Linked DNA regions of Sus scrofa: regions 1, 2 and 4 are each linked to region 3. Evidence: chromatin contacts called from public Hi-C, HiChIP or PLAC-seq and promoter capture Hi-C data. All regions are on one chromosome and are shown on one strand. The core of a region is the stretch at or near the end of the contact, and the rest is flanking DNA. Distances in the headings are between cores, read along the strand shown. Region 1 holds the start of CLTC (clathrin heavy chain). Region 2 holds the start of BRIP1 (Fanconi anemia group J protein). Region 3 holds the start of RPS6KB1 (ribosomal protein S6 kinase beta-1). Region 4 holds the start of INTS2 (integrator complex subunit 2).

Region 1 (4,060 bases), core at 1,074-3,573, 260 kb after region 3:
CAATTTCCAATTTTTATCCTAAGTGTTTCAGAAAGTATTCTGCTCCTAGCAAACTGGCAGGCAGTCAGAAGTCAAAAACCTAAGATGCCAATTAAAATAATCCTTATTAATTTTTATAAAGGGAAGGGACACTAATGAGAAGTCAGGCGTTATCCTGGAAGAGGTTGGTGATTAGGGCCCTGTGCAATCAATCATTATCAGCTGGAGTATACAGTCACCTTAGCATGCTTAAGCATGGCATATATATTGCTCAAAAAAATGAATGACTAAATTCTTCAAATACATTTGCGAGGTTACTTTACATTCTTCAAATTATTTGAGAAGGAAATGGCTTCACTTAAGTATTTGCAAAAACACTGAACCACTTAGAAATTAGACCCGTATTAAATCTGTCTTCAATTAGTGACAAGGTTGGAGTTCCATCTTTGGGATTATTCAACAATCTTGTCTCCTCTTTAACAAAAATGAAAAACTATTGTTCAAAACACCACTAGTCAAGAAATAAGGTTTACTAGTGGGTGGGCTATACCTCTGCTTTGTAATACAAACAATCGTAACTGCTTTTTTTCCTGTATGATTTTACAAACTTGTCTGCAGGAAGATTACAGTCCAGAAGCACTTTAGTCTGAGGACAAGGCTGTGTTTTCCCCTCAAACATTACTTTCCTAACCCCTGACAATCACTTACACCCCCGCCTTAAGAGAAGAAACCACAGCAACTAAAATTTGGATTGAGCATTAACAACTTCTGTATCCATTTTTCCACATAATGTTTTTTAACCTTTTGTAAAATAGTGTTCTACTACATCTGATAACCAAAGATAGCTGAATAAAGTGTATTCCTTAACTCATTTTTTGAGGAGATGATTATATTTCAAGACTTAAAGGAAAAGAAGTCTTGGTGATGCAAGTGTTACCTGTAAAAAAATTATTATGTTGGTAGTCAGAATATTAAACTTTTTTATTAACAGTAATCCTTTATGTATAACAATGGCAAGTAGAAAATAAAATAGCCTTCAATAGTAAAGTGTCCAAAAGGTCACTAGTATTAGTGTCACATCATTCCACTGGTACCTCTTTTGTAATAATAACATTACAAAATTAGTCCTTCAAATGACTGAACTGAGGCAGGCCTCTTTAAGGAAGTAACTGGAAAGAAAGCCTATTTTATGGATAAATTATTTCAGCCAAAGTAGAACCAGGAAAATTGGAAGCTCAAAAGAGACTTAATTCAGTCAAGCCCTCCAACGATCACCTGCCTGGGCCCGCCACGGGCATGTTGCCAGATAAGACAGTCTGTTGCCTACAGGATAATGCACCATGGGGAAGAACTCTAGAAGCTACTAAAGGAAGCCAACGGCAGACCAAATAACCTTGCATATCTCCGGGCAGGTGTGCTCTATCTCCAGGGCTCATTCAATTCCATGCAATCCTGAGGGAGATACTCAGGGCAAGCCAACTACCCGCTGGACCAGCAGACCCCAAGATAACCTCTGGACAACTCTTTTTCTCCCTTCTAGAAGCAAAGAGGGAATAAAAGCCACACCATTCCCAGAGAAATCAAAAAAGGGGAGAAAAGCCGAGTTCTCCTAGAAAACTTGATCCCACACACTCTGCGACTGACACCGCCCTGAGAAATATGTTCCCCCATTCTATCCTCCTTTTCCTTCAGTGACCTTCTCTGTTCCTACAGCCTCAGGGAAGGCGAGAGACATGCCACCGCCGTCCCCCCCCCCCACCCCACCCCAGGGAAGGTGCCTTTCCTGTTGAGAGCCGCAGAGGGAGGAAGAAAAAAGGCTGCTCCTCCCCAACCCACCCGCGCCACAACTCCAGGGTGCAGACACGAAGGGGAAATGGTAAGAGAGAGAGCAATGGGAGGTGACAGTCCTGCACTGGCCTAGGGGATAAGAATTCTTGCTCTACAAGAAACGCGGGAGAACCCTTCCCCCGCCCCCAACCTACCCAAATGAATGAACTGGATAAAACCGGGGGGTGGAAAGGTTAGTATGCGCAGTTCTTGTCATCCAGGAAGCGAAGATGAAAAAGCCTTCAAATCCAGGCCTGGCCTCGCTCCCCTATGTACCCAGACTCGCGTCCTTTCCATCCAAGCCCCCACATCATTTAACCCTTTAAGCTTTCCAAATAGTGCCCCCATTCTCCATCTACCCCAGGAACCGATTACCACCCCCCCATTCTACCCTTTTTGCTTGGGCTCAGACTCCAACTTCTTCCTTCCTACCGCCCTCTCTACATAGCCTTCACCAGCCAGGGCCCCACCGCACCTGAAGATGCTCCTGAAAACGAATTGGCAGAATCTGGGCCATGGCGCTGTCGGGGGGTATGGTCTCCTCCTGTCACTGGGGCTGCGGGGCAGTGGCTGCCCAGGCTCTCCAAGGGAGAGGAGGAGAAGGGGGAGGGGGAAGGCTGGGCTCGGCAGGATAGTCTCCGGGGACGCAGGAAACTGGCAGGCAGACGAAAGAGCTCAGGTCGGGGGCGGAGGCTCCAGGGTCCGGGAGAGCCGCAATGGCGGAACCGGGCGCAGCGCAGACTCCGGAAACGGCTGAGCCCTGCGGAGGGATCCTGGCGACAGAACTCCGCCCAAGTTGCCTCACCCCCTCCGCCTTATGTACCCCTCCACGGAGTGCCGCGATACAGCGGAGGCGCAGGAATTTGGGGCGCAGTGCGCTAAAAGCCTCACTTACTGCTACGACACGGTGGTAAATAGAGGACTCGAAGGGACTACTTTTTTAGCCTCATCACTTTCCCCGGCCGCCTGCTTTCCCTCCACCCTCCCCTTTTTTTTTGCATTTTGCCACATCATGCGACTAGGGGCGACTAACGTCATTTCCGTGGGCGCTTTAGGTCCCACCCACGTACTTCCGGGTGCACGTGATGCTGGTCGGGAAAGGTCGGCTGCTTACTGCTAGAATGCAGCGCGAATTTTAGGGAAGTGCGGCGTCTCCTGGGAATGAGGTGGCTGTTGGGCCGCCTTGAGGAACGGCGGTGCTGGTCCCTTCCCCTGTGGGCCTTACCTATTTAAACCGAGTCCCCTTACGAAGAAGACGTGGCGTGGGCAGATGGGCCCAGCCTCCCGCCCTCTCCGTGACTCAGGGAAACCGCCTCCCTGCAGAGCGCTCCTGGCAGCCGGCTGCGGCGCTCCTCCCCCGCCTAGTTTCATGTGGTGGGTGGTTTGTTACTTCCCAGGGAGGAGGGTATGAAATGGGGTTTAAAAACCCTCTCTGCACTTGTGCACGCCCTTCTGCCGTTTGCAAAAGCTGACGCTTGGGTTCTAACTAGAACTAGTAGTCTCTTCGGATATTAAACAGTTGGTTCACAGGACAGTGAAAGTCATTTATGAGTATCTCAAGCTGGCCTTGTGATAGCCTTTCTTAACGTTTCTGCGGACATTTTGGCGGACGTGTATATGGGTCTAGCTTCGTAATAAATCGTGTTGAAGAATTGTAGTGTCATGAATACACTTAAGAATTGGACTAAAATTGTAGTAGGAGGGTTTTTTAAAGTCATGTCTAGTAATGAGCCTCAAAGATTTCTTAAAGATAGTATGTAAAAACCTCGGTGTGGTTAATGTACACGCTTGGAGAAAGGGATTAACTATTACTGGTCTATTTCCCTGGGACCACCTGAACACTGTAAATTAGCAGTTTGGGGATGCAAGAGCTTCAAAGGGGGAGCACCGCGTCTTCTAACAGCATTAAGGTATCTAAGGTATTCATTATCGATTAATAAACTTCCCAGTACTTTATTGCTAAAGTATAAGCTGTAATATTGCATAATAGCCCAAATACAATAAAGTGAATTTTGTACTTTTCATCTTGTAAGAGATGTGATTGTTTTTCCAGAAAGATCTTGAAAAATTCAAGTACACATTAATTAGTGTCCTTTTCAGTTAAATATAAAACCCTATTAGGTATACAATAATTTTGTGTGTTAAGCAGTTTTGCTTAAAGAAATTTGCTTAATCATTTAAATTGCTTTAAATGTTTTTCCCAAAGTATATCTCACATACTGAGGATGAGAGAAGAATCTTTGGCCGGTAAGGC
Region 2 (3,848 bases), core at 619-3,118, 390 kb before region 3:
AAACATAGTCACAGACTCACTGTATGTTGTGAATTATAAGCATCTGTATCTCAGTAAAGACTTAAAATAACTGCTGAAAAATACTTACAGAATTCATCATAGCAAGCTGTGATGGATAAGCTTTATAAGGAAAGTCAATCTTCACCCCACCAATTGTATATTCAGACCGTATTGAAGACATCACGCTTTACTTCCGATTCCTAACTGCCAAGAGAAATGAGAGTCAATGTTGAAAGAATGCCATTCAAAGAAAAACCAGATACCTTACACTGAAACACAAGTCTTGAAATAAAAATTGGAATTAATGTATAAACAACAACAAGAAAGAATTTCCTACTCTTATAAATCACAGTGGTTAAGAGCATGCCTCAGAATCTGACAAATCTGAACCCTATTCTGCCAAAGCTGTGGACCAGGAATTAATAAGTATAGGTTCTAGATCAGGTTCTGACAACAATTGAAATGTTACCTTGATCTTCACTTCTCTAGACTAAGATCCAAATCCCTAATTTAAAAACTGTTGCAAGGGAGAAAATGCCTTGGCATATGTAGGTGCTCAATAATTCTTACGTAAACGTCAATAGGGTATAATGCAAAGAAAATAAGCCTTAAAGTGGAATTGCACTGTGAATTACTTAATCTCACAGAGCCTGTTTCTTCATCTGTAAAATGGAGATAATATAATACTATCTACCTGATAGGGCTTTTATGAAAATTAGCCAGGCACTGAGTCAAAAATTAAATACGGGTAATGTATAGAATGTGCCTAAACTCCAGTATCTGATACAGAGGAAGTGATCTACTTTAATCTCCACCTCTTCTAAACCAACTTAACCTAGGATACATAGATGTAATTCAAAGACTGTGTGTAATCTTTTGATATTGCATGCATAAGTTTCTGTATATGACTGTATTTTTTAAGAGAAAGTCCATAGATTTCTCATTCCCAGATATATATCCTAAGGAAATAACTAAAAATAAAAGGGAAATGATATACACTGTTATCAACTGAGGAATTATTTGCAATAGTGAAGAAATGCTAAATTCCATGTGGGGATGAAGAGATGGGTTAAAATCTCAATTCCACATAGTATAAAGCCTGTCACAACCTTAACCATAGTTATTTGTCCCCAGAGAAATTAAGAATCACTATTCTTAGGTAGTTTCCAGTTGTAACATTTTGTGCTTCCATCTGTGAAGCTCTGAGAACGATATTTGTGGAATCTAAATCCTTAATCTAACCAACAACTCAAGGCTGGCCTAGTAACTCAGATATAACCTAGAAAGCAATCCATCCCCACCCCCACCCCCACCCGTGGTGGCAACTGGCAACAAAAAGGGGTCGCTTCCTCTACACACTGGATAAAGGACAAAACTTATCTGGCTCCGCCGTAGCCCCCTCCCAAGAGTAACGAAAAGCCCCAGACTCGTAGAAGGCCTCTGCTCCAAGGAGGTAAAAGCAGGCTTCCTCCCCACCCCCCACAGGTTTTCGTCCTCATATTCCCTCCTCCCTCAGCAAACCCCGATCCCCAAGGCCCTGGGGATCCACTCCACACCGATGGGCTTGCAAGGCGGGTGGACAAAAGCAAAAGGCACCCTTCTGGCAGGCTTTGCGCCCTCCCCGCGAGAGACAGACTTGCCCGCCCGGCGGAAAATCAAACAATGCCGACTGGGCTCCGATTCTCGGGATAAAGGAAGCCGAAACTTGCAAGCAAACACAGAGAAGTTCCGGCAAAGAGAGGTCCTAGCCTCCCTCTCTTCCTCCCAAGGATGCTACTCCCAGTCGCGGGATTACGTACCTCTTACTTTTTCTCCCCTCAGCTCCCAAGTACAACACTCCAGCGGACGAATTCCCGCCTCCCACCCCTCGACTCCCAGCACCCAATCGCCGGGCGAAGTCAGACAACCAATCACTCGCCAAGACCAGAAACCAGGCAACCAATCCCGACGCGAGGTCAGGGGGCGCGCACGCTGGCACCCAATGGAGGACTCCGCCGTAAAGACCAACCCCAGCTACACGGAGGCATGGGAAGGCGAGCTCCTTGGCGGTGAAGGACTCCCGCAGATCCCAAGAAGATAAAGGGATACAGTTTGCTGTGTTAGACTTCTGGAAACCGGTGATTTAAGCCGTGGCTCAGTTTCCTTGGAAATTCGAAGTCTCATTTTTAAGGTCTCTAGACCAAGCGAGAGGAAACACGCCAAGTTCTCTCAGCATTTCTCAGCGCCACTCGATTCAAATTTCCGAACTTTCCGGTACCCAGAGTAATGAAAGGAAATGGCCAGACTTCTGAGCCAAACGAGGCGAAAAAGTTGGATGACAGCTGGCTACAGAATCTCCTGATATTCAAGGCTTTCTTAGAGACCACATTCAACTGGAAACGCTCTCCAGCACCAGATCACTCTTAATTCCATTAAAGCTTATCAGCCTTCTGTCCTTCCTAAGACCAATTTGTTCTTTGCCAAGAAATACACTTCGGTTTCCTCAAAGGTAGGGGGGTTAATCATGATCTCGCCAAATTGATATTTAAAAAAAAACAATCCTCTACCTAAACTTGGCTCAAATGGCTACTCTCCCAAAAAAGCAAGACCTGAAACATTTTCTCAGATTCCGAGAAACCAGTTTGGGGAGAGAGGTTTGCTGCAGAAGGGAGCAACAAAAGTCGAGTTTGCTTGCCTCACTTTCAGTTTTACTACATCTTCCCCAAATGACAAAACAGTCATAAAAATAAATTCTACCCTTTAATTTAGTAATCTCGGGCTCAGAAATTTACCCTAAAGAAGTAATCTAAAAGAAAGAAAAGTAATAATAGCTCTAGTGACAACAAGTTCTATTCTTTTTATTTATTTATTTTTAACAAGGCCTATTCTAATACTGAAAAAAAAAAAAAACCCTAACTTCCCAGGGAGATGATTATATCAATTCAATCATTATGGAACCGATAAAATAAATGTAAAACCAAACAACCTGCCAAAACTCCATAACGTTAAATGAAAAAAAGCAGACTCCAAACTGGGTTATTATGAATTTCATTATGTGAAAATACATATTCATAAGCCAAGATGAAGGAAAAGTACAAAAAGTGTAATTTACTGTTAAGACAGTGCAATGGAGGATAGTTTATAAAAATAAATCCTTAAAACTACCTTCAAATTATTATTCTGCTTTTACAAATGTTTTAAATCATCAAATCTTTTTATGTAACTTCTCCAGGATAACTACTCTGATTTTCCTCTCTTAAGTTCATGAGGCTCTGAACTCTCATCTTGTATTGCCATTTGATGTATGTGGCATAATGAAAACTGATACACATAGGCTCTGGAGCCAGACAGTCCTGGATCCCAGTCCCTTGAACTGTTCCTTTCACGTTAATAGCAATGAAACGAAACACACAAAAAAAACACAAGTTCATTTGATAAAGAATACGAATGTTTATAAACCAATATTCAAAATAGCTGCACACATCTTTTTGTCACTTGAATAAAAAAAATCACATTGTGACAAATTTTATAACCTTAACTTAAAATGCATGAATATTAACATTTACTAATATATGTACACATTTTATTTACATCATCAACAAATCTGAGGAAAAACAGCATGTTATTATTTAACACAGCAGGTTTTGACCGTCTTTGAAAATTGATCCAGGAATGTGCACTGCATTTAGTTAGAAAACATATTTCAACCTTTTCTGAACTCCTAGAGGTTTATCTAAACACACAAAATATTCCAAAGCCTCAGTTTAAAACGAAACAAGAGCAGTTGTATTTAATCTTAAAAGACTACAAAACTGCCTTGTTTAAAAATAGGAAAATTCTTATGGTTTAAGTGTATGCTTTTATCTTTT
Region 3 (4,111 bases), core at 501-3,000:
TACCATATGGAGCCAATATAATGATAAGAGTATATTACATGTAATGAAAGTAATCCCATATTTGTTTCAAACTGCATTCAGTGGTATCTCATATTCCATTAAGAGACTAACAGGAATTCCATATGCAAACATATTAAAAGTACATATCTCAATAACTCACCTTCCATACTGACTGATCTTGATTTAGACTCATTTAATTTTGAAAAGAACAGTATTGCTTTAGCCCACTTAGTTTCTTAGTTCTTTATATATATAGCATCTCAACCTTTTGTCAGCATGCAAGGAACAACTTACTCCCCAGAGGAGGAAAACAGGATAAGGAAGAGAAAGGGAAGCCCCTTGGGTAGTTAGAGCAAAAACCTGATATCAGTTATTAACTCATCTAGACACTGGAATGTAGTATCTCAATTACCATGAGGTTATCATTGAAGGCCATTTGTGATTTAGTATGACAATACCATTTTGAATGTCACGTACAACTTGTGATTTTTCAATAAATTTACCTTGAAAAAAAGAATCTTGAATAAAGAAAAACTACTAACCAAAGGTGAACCAAGCTATGCATTAGGAAAAACAATTCTAAATTTAGCACCCCAAATTACAGCAAGGAAAGCCCTCACACCACCATTCACAAGTCTCAGTTTAAGCAATTTATTTTTGGCAAGCCAAATCACAGCTGTCAACGCTGGTTTTTTTCCACCCCAAAATTACATCAAGTATTTTGAAAAAATGTAGACATCTTCAACTGGGAGAAAAGTAAGTTACAAATGCCGTGTGTCGTTATAAATGCTTAACAAAAAAGTCACACGGAAGGAGGTTTTTGTTTAAAAAAAAAAAAAAAAAAGCAAACAAACAAACCCTGGAAGATGCAGCAGAGCCCCCTTGCTCCCGAAATAAAACTCCTGGTGGCTGTAACAGCAGCGGCAGCGCTACTCCCGACAGAAGTTTTCAGCTGTCACTTCTAACAGCTGAGCGCTTCCTAGGAGAGAAGCGACAGGCCGAGAAAAGAGGTGGTTGTGGGAGGTCTGAAGATTTAATACTTGAAATCTTACACTCAAGGGAAACCCTTCCGCTCTTCACCTGCACTTACGGGACACCCAGCCAGCGCAATCCCCCTCCCCCCAACACACGCTTCCACCACTCGCGCCCCACCACATTTAAGTCCACTAGCTCCAGGAATCGACCACGCGCCCTTTCTCGTTCCCTCCGCAGGCTGCTCCCAGCTGCGCTGTTCTGGGGCTAGGGGCGCGACCTGCACCTGCAAGCCCCGCAGCGGCCTCACACCTAAGGCCAGGTCCGCCCCACCCGTCCCCCCCCCACCCCCAGCTTCTGGCCGCGCGGCACCTCGGCTCCTCCCGCGGACTACTCGCTCCCCCCTGGGTCTCCGCGCTCTCGGACGCGCGGGGCTTCCAGGGCCCGCGCCACCGCCCCGGCCCTGTCACCTCGGGCCCCCCGGGACCCCGGGCCTCACCCCCTCCTCCAGCTCATCCTCAGAGCCCGCGTCCTCTGGCTGATCCAGGTCTATGTCAAACACTCCTGCCATGTCCTCAGCTTCCCTGTCTCGGAAGTCCGGCGCTGGGTAAAAGCCGTCCCGCCTCCGTCGTCGCCTCATGGGCCCGGACCCGCCGCAGCCACTGCTGCCGCTGCCGCCATCACCGGCTGCCTAGGCTCAGTGCGTCTGCGCTTAGGCCCCAGACTGGCTCCTGAAGTTCAGCACTGGAGCATGCGTACAGGATTCTGTGAAGCCGAACTGTGGGCAGTGAACATGCGTAGAACTATTGCCAGGAACCAGGTACTGGCAGAAACATGCGCAGAAGCCCAGCCGAAGCCTCTCTTGGAAGCCAGATCATGCGCATTGTCAGCTAAAGAGTTTGATGGACAGCGAGCATGCGTACCGTGTCTGAAATTGATAAATTGAAATTGAACATGCGTAATTAACCTTACTGAATAGGAAAAAAAAAAAAAAAAAACACCCACCGCGGGGAGGGCGGGGGGGAAAAAGCGCAACAAATCTCTACGTTTGTGGTACATGCGCATTCGTTCTCTGTAGTTTTTTTTTTTCTTTTGAAAGAGCATGCGCATAATAAGAGGGTTGCCCCTCGAATTTGAACCGGACAGAAACGGCTGGTTCTGGGGCTGGCAGTGAGTGGGGTTTTTGGGGAGCTGCTGGGGTGGTATAGAAAGGGAGCATCTTGGCTTTGCTAATTACTAGTTCGGTGGCTTTGCGAAAATCACATAACCTTTCAGAGCCTTAAGTTTCCTTATCTGTAAAATGAAAGTAATGACATCTATTTTGCAGGCTTGTTTGATAATTTTAAGTACAGAGTCTGGTTCCCAAACCACAGCTCTTTCCATTGCTCCGTGGACTCGGTGTGAGGTCTTAACCAAAAGTTGTCTCTTTACATTGTTAAAAATAGTGAATACTTTCTCTAATATTTCATCCCGTCTTTTTTTCCCCCCAAGCTTCGTCTCCCATGCTGTCCTCCCTGAGCTAAATACAAAGTCTTTCCTGTGTTACTGTGGTGCCTAGAACAGAAAGACGATTGGAGGGAGAAAATAATTATTTGGAAGAGAGAATATTAATGTTAATAAAATGTGCTATTGTTGAGCTAACTTCTGCATTATGTCCCTGTGGTGTGAAGTGTATGCTATGAATTCCTTCAACCGGGATTCCTTTTGTTTTTTTTTTTGTTTGTTTTAAATGCATACTTAGGAAAATAGTGATTACAAATGAAAATTTGAAAACTATTGAGCTTTATATAAATGAATTTGGGTACAGTAAATCCCAAAACCATATAAAGAAAAAGAACAACTTTCTTAAATGTTTGGCTTCTTAGACAAGATAGCTATTTTATCTACAGCGCCATAGACATATATAGTATTTTTAAAAATGTTTTTTTCTTTTAGGGTCACATCTGAGGCATATGGAAGTTCCCAGGCCTGGGGTCGAATCTGAGCCGCAGCTGCCAGCCTATGCTACAGCCTCAGCAATGTGGGATCGAAGCTGCATCTCTGAGCTATACTATAGCTCACAGCTATGTCAGATCCTTAACTCACTGAGCAAGGCCAGGGATCAAACCTGCATCCTCATGTATGCTAGTCAGGTTCATTGCCCCTGAGCCACAATGGGAACTCCTAAAAAAATTAATTTTTATTGATTGTGTATTAACGTATGTGATACTTTATTTGTTCTTTATTAATAATGTAAAGGCTATATTACTCAAAGGCTATATTTTTTCAATTACAGGTTGCTCACTTTTTTGAGAGAATAGGCCTAGTTCGTGTCTCAGCATGTCAATAGTAACAGTGCAACTTGGTCAATGTGGTAATCAGATTGGTTTTGAAGTGTTTGATGCTTTATTTAGTGATTCACACTGTCCCCAAGGACTCTGCTCTAAAAGAGAGAATGAGGCATATCAAGCATCTTGCAAAGAAAGATTCTTCAGTGAGGAGGAAAATGGAGGTATGTGTGCTCCAGAGTCCTGTCCTTTATTCTGACGTAACCTTTTCAAGGCCAGACCTTCCTCATGGTGTCTGAACCCTTTCCTCGTCCACCTTACTGCAGAACGACTTTGCTTTCAGCCCTTTGTTTCTTTATTAAGAACTTTTGTCTCTCTGGTGACATATTCCCCTCAACACGTTAGCAAGCCCAGATCTTGCCAATCCTAAACCAAACCTGACTTAGCTCTTGACTATAGCTTTCTTCTTCCTCTTATCTCTTTGCTTTCTCATCTAAGATTCTGAAAGAAGAACCCTCATTAACCAACTATAATCCTGCTTCTGCCCTATAATACCACTGAAGTTATTCCATGAAAAATTCCCAATGATCTCTTAAATTACCAGGTCCAATGACTGGTTTTCTTTTCCTAAATCACTTAACTCCTCGGGAGTTCCTGTCGTGGCTCAGTGGTTAACTCATCCGACTAGGAACCATGAGATTGCAGGTTTGATCCCTGGCCTTGCTCAGTGGGTCGAGGATCTGGCGTTGCCGTGAACTGTGGTGTAGGTCGAAGATGCGGCTCGGATCCAGTGTTGCTGTGGCTGTGATGTAGGCTGGCGGCTAAAGCTCCAATTAGACCCCTAGCCCAGGAACCTCCATATGCCTCAGGTG
Region 4 (3,930 bases), core at 1,380-3,879, 320 kb before region 3:
ACAATTCACTAAGCACAAGACGCAAGCGACGAGGCGAATCACTGTGTTCAAACTCTAAAGTCAGTCCATGCTGAAGCTGTGATACCAGGATGCTCTCTCCACTGCCTCCTCCAAGTTTATGCCTGATAAAGTACAAACATGCACAACATTTATAAAAACACTGGCACAGAAATGACAGGGTGAAAATTACCTCATAAAAATAATCTAGGAGTTCCCGCTGTGGCACAATGGGTTAAGAATCTGACTGCAGCAGCTCAGGTCACCGAGCATGGGTTTGATCTTTGGCCCAGTGCAGTGGGTTACAAGATCTGGCACTGCTGCAGCCATGGAGAAGGCTGAAGTTGCAGCTTGGTTTCAAGCAGCTGCAGCTTGGTATCAATCCCTGGCCCAGGAACTTCTATATTCCTCGAGTATGGCCATAAAAAATAATCACCATCATCTACAAAATAATGCATGAATTCTTTTCATATACTTCATAAATGGATTACTTCTAAAATCCTATTCAGGTTGTTCATCTATTTCAGGAATTTACAACCTATGTAAAGACTCCATCACAACTGACAGTTAATATCCACTTTCATTAACTACAGTGGCTCACTACTGGCTTCACAACAGGCAAAGAAGGACAAAATATATGCCCAGAATTTGGGGGAATCAATGTAAGCTTAAAAAAGCCTCCCAAGAGATTTCAGGAAATCGTTCTACTCCAGAGGAACTTATCCCACCCTTTTCCCACTGAAAGTAACTGGCCTAAGGACTTACCCTGAATACAAAGTGCACACAAAGTTCTCAGCACAACATTTTATAAGATGGAATTCAAAAGATCATAGAATTTTAATTACAAATAAAAATACTGGATTCTTTCTGTTTTAGCAAATCCAAGTAAATACCAAGCCACAGATTAGATATTACATTACCTAAGCTGCTGTTCTTTGCTGGCGTCCTGTTCTAAAGCATGAAAGTCCACAGACAACAATGCAACAATGGAATTGACAGCTTCTACTCCAGAAAGAAGACGAAGGATGAGTTTTTTATCCTGAGCCCAGCTTTGGCTCTGGTCAGCAGGAGCACAAAGTGCCATCCGCACCAAGCAGGGCAGGAGAAGTCTTAATTCTGGATCGCTTAAAGATGCCAAACGAACAACATCCACCTTCTGCATTGCTTCGAAAGCAAAAGGACTGACAAACTGAAGGCTTGTACACTCGGTCATTATCACAGTTGATCCTAGTGGTTAAAAAAAAAAAAAAGAAGAAGAAGATGAAGAAAAAGAAAAGAAAGAGAAAGTAGGGGTATAACTCCACATGCATGAATGCCTCTCTTTTTAACAACTCTGAAAAATGTGGTCTCTTGTTAATAGGACTAGTCGCTGGCAATATTCCTGGCACAATTAAAGGCTCCCTATGTTTCTATTGCCATCTGGAAAATGAGAAAGAAAACAGAGTATATTAACGTCTCTTCCAGCCTTGGGGATCTTCTGTTGTAATACTCCCATTTTGCAAAGAAGGAATATGAAACCCCGAGGGACTAAGTAACTGGCTCTGAGTAGTATTACTAGTCAGTGGCAAAATCTAACGCTGAACTCTCATCTACTAAAACCCAGTCCAATATTTTCTCCACTATACCAGTCATGAGTGCCACAACGTAGAGTAAAAGATCAGCATAGTAAAGAACGCTCCTCTTTCGTTTCACATGCCTACCCAACATCCGTAAAGCACTGTTAGACTTCTCTTTCCCACCCTCCACGAGTCGGTGGAACCACTATTAAATAGCCTCACTAGCCAGAAGCAATGCCAGATTCAACGCTCTGGAGACAAAAACAGTATGCCATACCTCCTGTGTTCCTAAGTTTAAAAAAACAAAAACAAAAACAAAACAGCTGTGGAGGTGCAATTAGCTGTGGGAGAAAGCTGAGTCCCACTTGGGCACTTTTCTGTCTTCAAGAGTAATCAGAAACAAAACAGCAAGTAGCAGGTAGCCAAAGCCATCCCCTCTGAGACCCACAAAACTGCAGAATCGTAAATAACAAAGAGTCGTGGGCAGAAATGCTGTTTTGCTTTTAATTTTAGCAAGAGGAGCTGGCCTTTTAACAGAGGGGCGGGCTGATAGAGCAGAGGCGTCAAGACCTGTGTGCTCATAGGTCTCGCCCTGGGCGTAAAGAGAACCAACCAGTTCCTCTGGCTGAGAAAAGTCGGGCCGGTGGCGGACACGGACCTCGGAACGCTCTAAGAGCCTGAGAAGCGGAAGCTTCATACCTTAAGATCTACCCTCCAACCTCCCGGGACCCCACCCGGATTCCACGCTCTAGAGGCGGGACGCGGTAGAAATCGAGAGCGCGGTCCGAAGTTGGGCCTAGGCGATAATCCGGATTCCCCAACCCTAGCTGTGCCCTGAGTCGACCTGGACACCAAAAACCCAGACGCCAGAACCCATTGGTCCGGCGGTGCGATAGGGGCTGGATGCGGACCCTGCACAAAGGCAGAGCCCGGACTGAAGGGAGAGGAAAGCAGAGCAGACCGTTTCAACCTGCACACAGCACCTTCATTCATCCCCAGCGTCTGGCTCCGGTCGGCCACCGTACTGGACTGAGAGGAAGAGTGGCTGGCTGTGAAAGGAAACCCGCAGACGTCGCTCAGAGGCAACGGCGCGCGTGCGCGGCCCCACCCCTTCCTCCCCCTTGGTTTGCTCTGCCAAGTTCACTCGAGAAGATTTAGCAGGTTGCTAGCTGTCTTCAGTCTCCTTTCCAGACCCTACCAGCTGACTCTTTTTAAGGTAAATCATTAAGTCCTTACGAAGTGCAGTTTCATCGTCACAGGACTACCGTGGCGTTCAAATGAATACGTACATTAGTATGGAAACGGAATGTTAAAGTTGTCCCCACTGTTCATTGATCAGAACACGAAAGGAATCAGACTGCATACATTTCTTTTCCATCTCTGCCTGTGCCCTTCCAGCACCAAAGTTCTGGAATCCTGGGTTTGTAGAAGAATTTAAAAAGTCATCAAGGAATTCTCGTTTTGGCTCAGTGGTTAACGAATCCGACTAGGAACCATGAAGACGTGGGTTCGATCCCTGGCCTCGCTTAGTGGGTCTTAAGGATCCGGCGTTTCCGTGAGCTGTAGTGTAGGTCGCAGACGCGGCTCAGATCCCGCGTTGCTGTGGCTCTGGCGTAGGCCGGTGGCTACAGCTTCAATTCGACCCCAACCTGGGAACCTCCATGTGCCATGGGTGCAGCCCTGAAACACACACACACACACCAAAAAAGAATATATGTATATATGTATGTATACATGTATGTATATATGTATGTACAGCATTTTTTTCCTTAGTGGTACATGAAATAATGTTTTACAATTACTGGTGTCTTATATTTGTTTGATGAAATGTGTTATATAGTTCCTATACTCTAAGTCCTGGATGAAGTGAACATTCTCACCCCTGAATGGCTTTGATTTATTCTTTTCTACCTTAATTTTCAATCAGGTTGGGAAAGAAAGAAAAGGAGACTGGCACAACACAGTAAATCAACTATACTTTAATAAAATAATAAATTTTAAAAATTTAAAAAGAAAAGGAGAAGTTCTCTTGTGCAGCAAAGTTAAGGATTTGGCGTTGTCACTGCAGCGGCTTGGGTGGCTGCTGTGTCTCAGGTTCCATCCCTAACCATCACATGCTGCAGACTTAGCCAGGAAACAAAAAAAAAAAAGAGAAAGAAAGAAAAAACAAACAAACAAAAAAAAACCAGTCTCAGGCATCATAGGTGCTTTTACATAAGTTATTGCCCAGTAAATGACTTTCTAGAAATTAGAAGACTTAGGGATTTAAAGGAGCACCCATGTTCCTTGGAAATAGAATTTCAAAAGTAAAAAGATCTCAGCAGTGATCTAGCTCCAGTTTTCTCAACGTGGAACTCTTTTTATAGTTACCCTGTTT

The links. Promoter capture Hi-C pulls out the DNA fragments that hold promoters and counts their contacts. A called contact is a pair of places that touch in the nucleus more often than the background predicts. HiChIP or PLAC-seq counts read pairs in DNA pulled down with a chosen protein or histone mark.
Region 1: an H3K27ac HiChIP or PLAC-seq map of alveolar macrophages shows a contact between it and region 3. The contact joins the promoter of CLTC here to the promoter of RPS6KB1 in region 3. A contact is called at or near these places in 1 of 5 promoter capture datasets (liver) and 2 of 2 datasets of contacts at active chromatin or transcription factors (alveolar macrophages and skeletal muscle).
Region 2: a promoter capture Hi-C map of fetal skeletal muscle shows a contact between it and region 3, with 5 times the contacts expected there. The contact joins the promoter of BRIP1 here to the promoter of RPS6KB1 in region 3. A contact is called at or near these places in 2 of 5 promoter capture datasets (fetal liver and fetal skeletal muscle) and 4 of 47 Hi-C or Micro-C datasets (alveolar macrophages, heart right ventricle, mesenchymal stem cells and 1 more).
Region 4: a contact with region 3 is called in a Hi-C map of embryonic fibroblasts, with 4 times the contacts expected there. The contact joins the promoter of INTS2 here to the promoter of RPS6KB1 in region 3. A contact is called at or near these places in 2 of 5 promoter capture datasets (fetal liver and liver), 2 of 47 Hi-C or Micro-C datasets (embryonic fibroblasts and fibroblasts) and 1 of 2 datasets of contacts at active chromatin or transcription factors (alveolar macrophages).

What each region holds. Positions count from the first base shown.
Region 1 is chr12:35,847,644-35,851,703 of Sscrofa11.1, reverse strand. It overlaps CLTC (clathrin heavy chain), which reads right to left and starts at 2,323. Exons shown (of 32, transcript NM_001146127.1): 1 at 2,282-2,323. The coding sequence starts at 2,323.
Region 2 is chr12:36,496,158-36,500,005 of Sscrofa11.1, reverse strand. BRIP1 (Fanconi anemia group J protein) reads right to left here and starts at 1,868. Exons shown (of 21, transcript XM_021067301.1): 1 at 1,800-1,868; 2 at 89-204. The coding sequence starts at 181. INTS2 (integrator complex subunit 2) reads right to left here. Exons shown (of 25, transcript XM_021067302.1): 25 at 3,413-3,848.
Region 3 is chr12:36,109,223-36,113,333 of Sscrofa11.1, reverse strand. It overlaps RPS6KB1 (ribosomal protein S6 kinase beta-1), which reads right to left and starts at 1,750. Exons shown (of 15, transcript XM_003131671.5): 1 at 1,472-1,750. The coding sequence starts at 1,612. TUBD1 (tubulin delta chain) reads left to right here and starts at 2,028. Exons shown (of 6, transcript XM_013981124.2): 1 at 2,028-2,142.
Region 4 is chr12:36,433,092-36,437,021 of Sscrofa11.1, reverse strand. INTS2 (integrator complex subunit 2) reads right to left here and starts at 2,629. Exons shown (of 25, transcript XM_021067302.1): 1 at 2,524-2,629; 2 at 918-1,224; 3 at 1-122. The coding sequence starts at 2,542.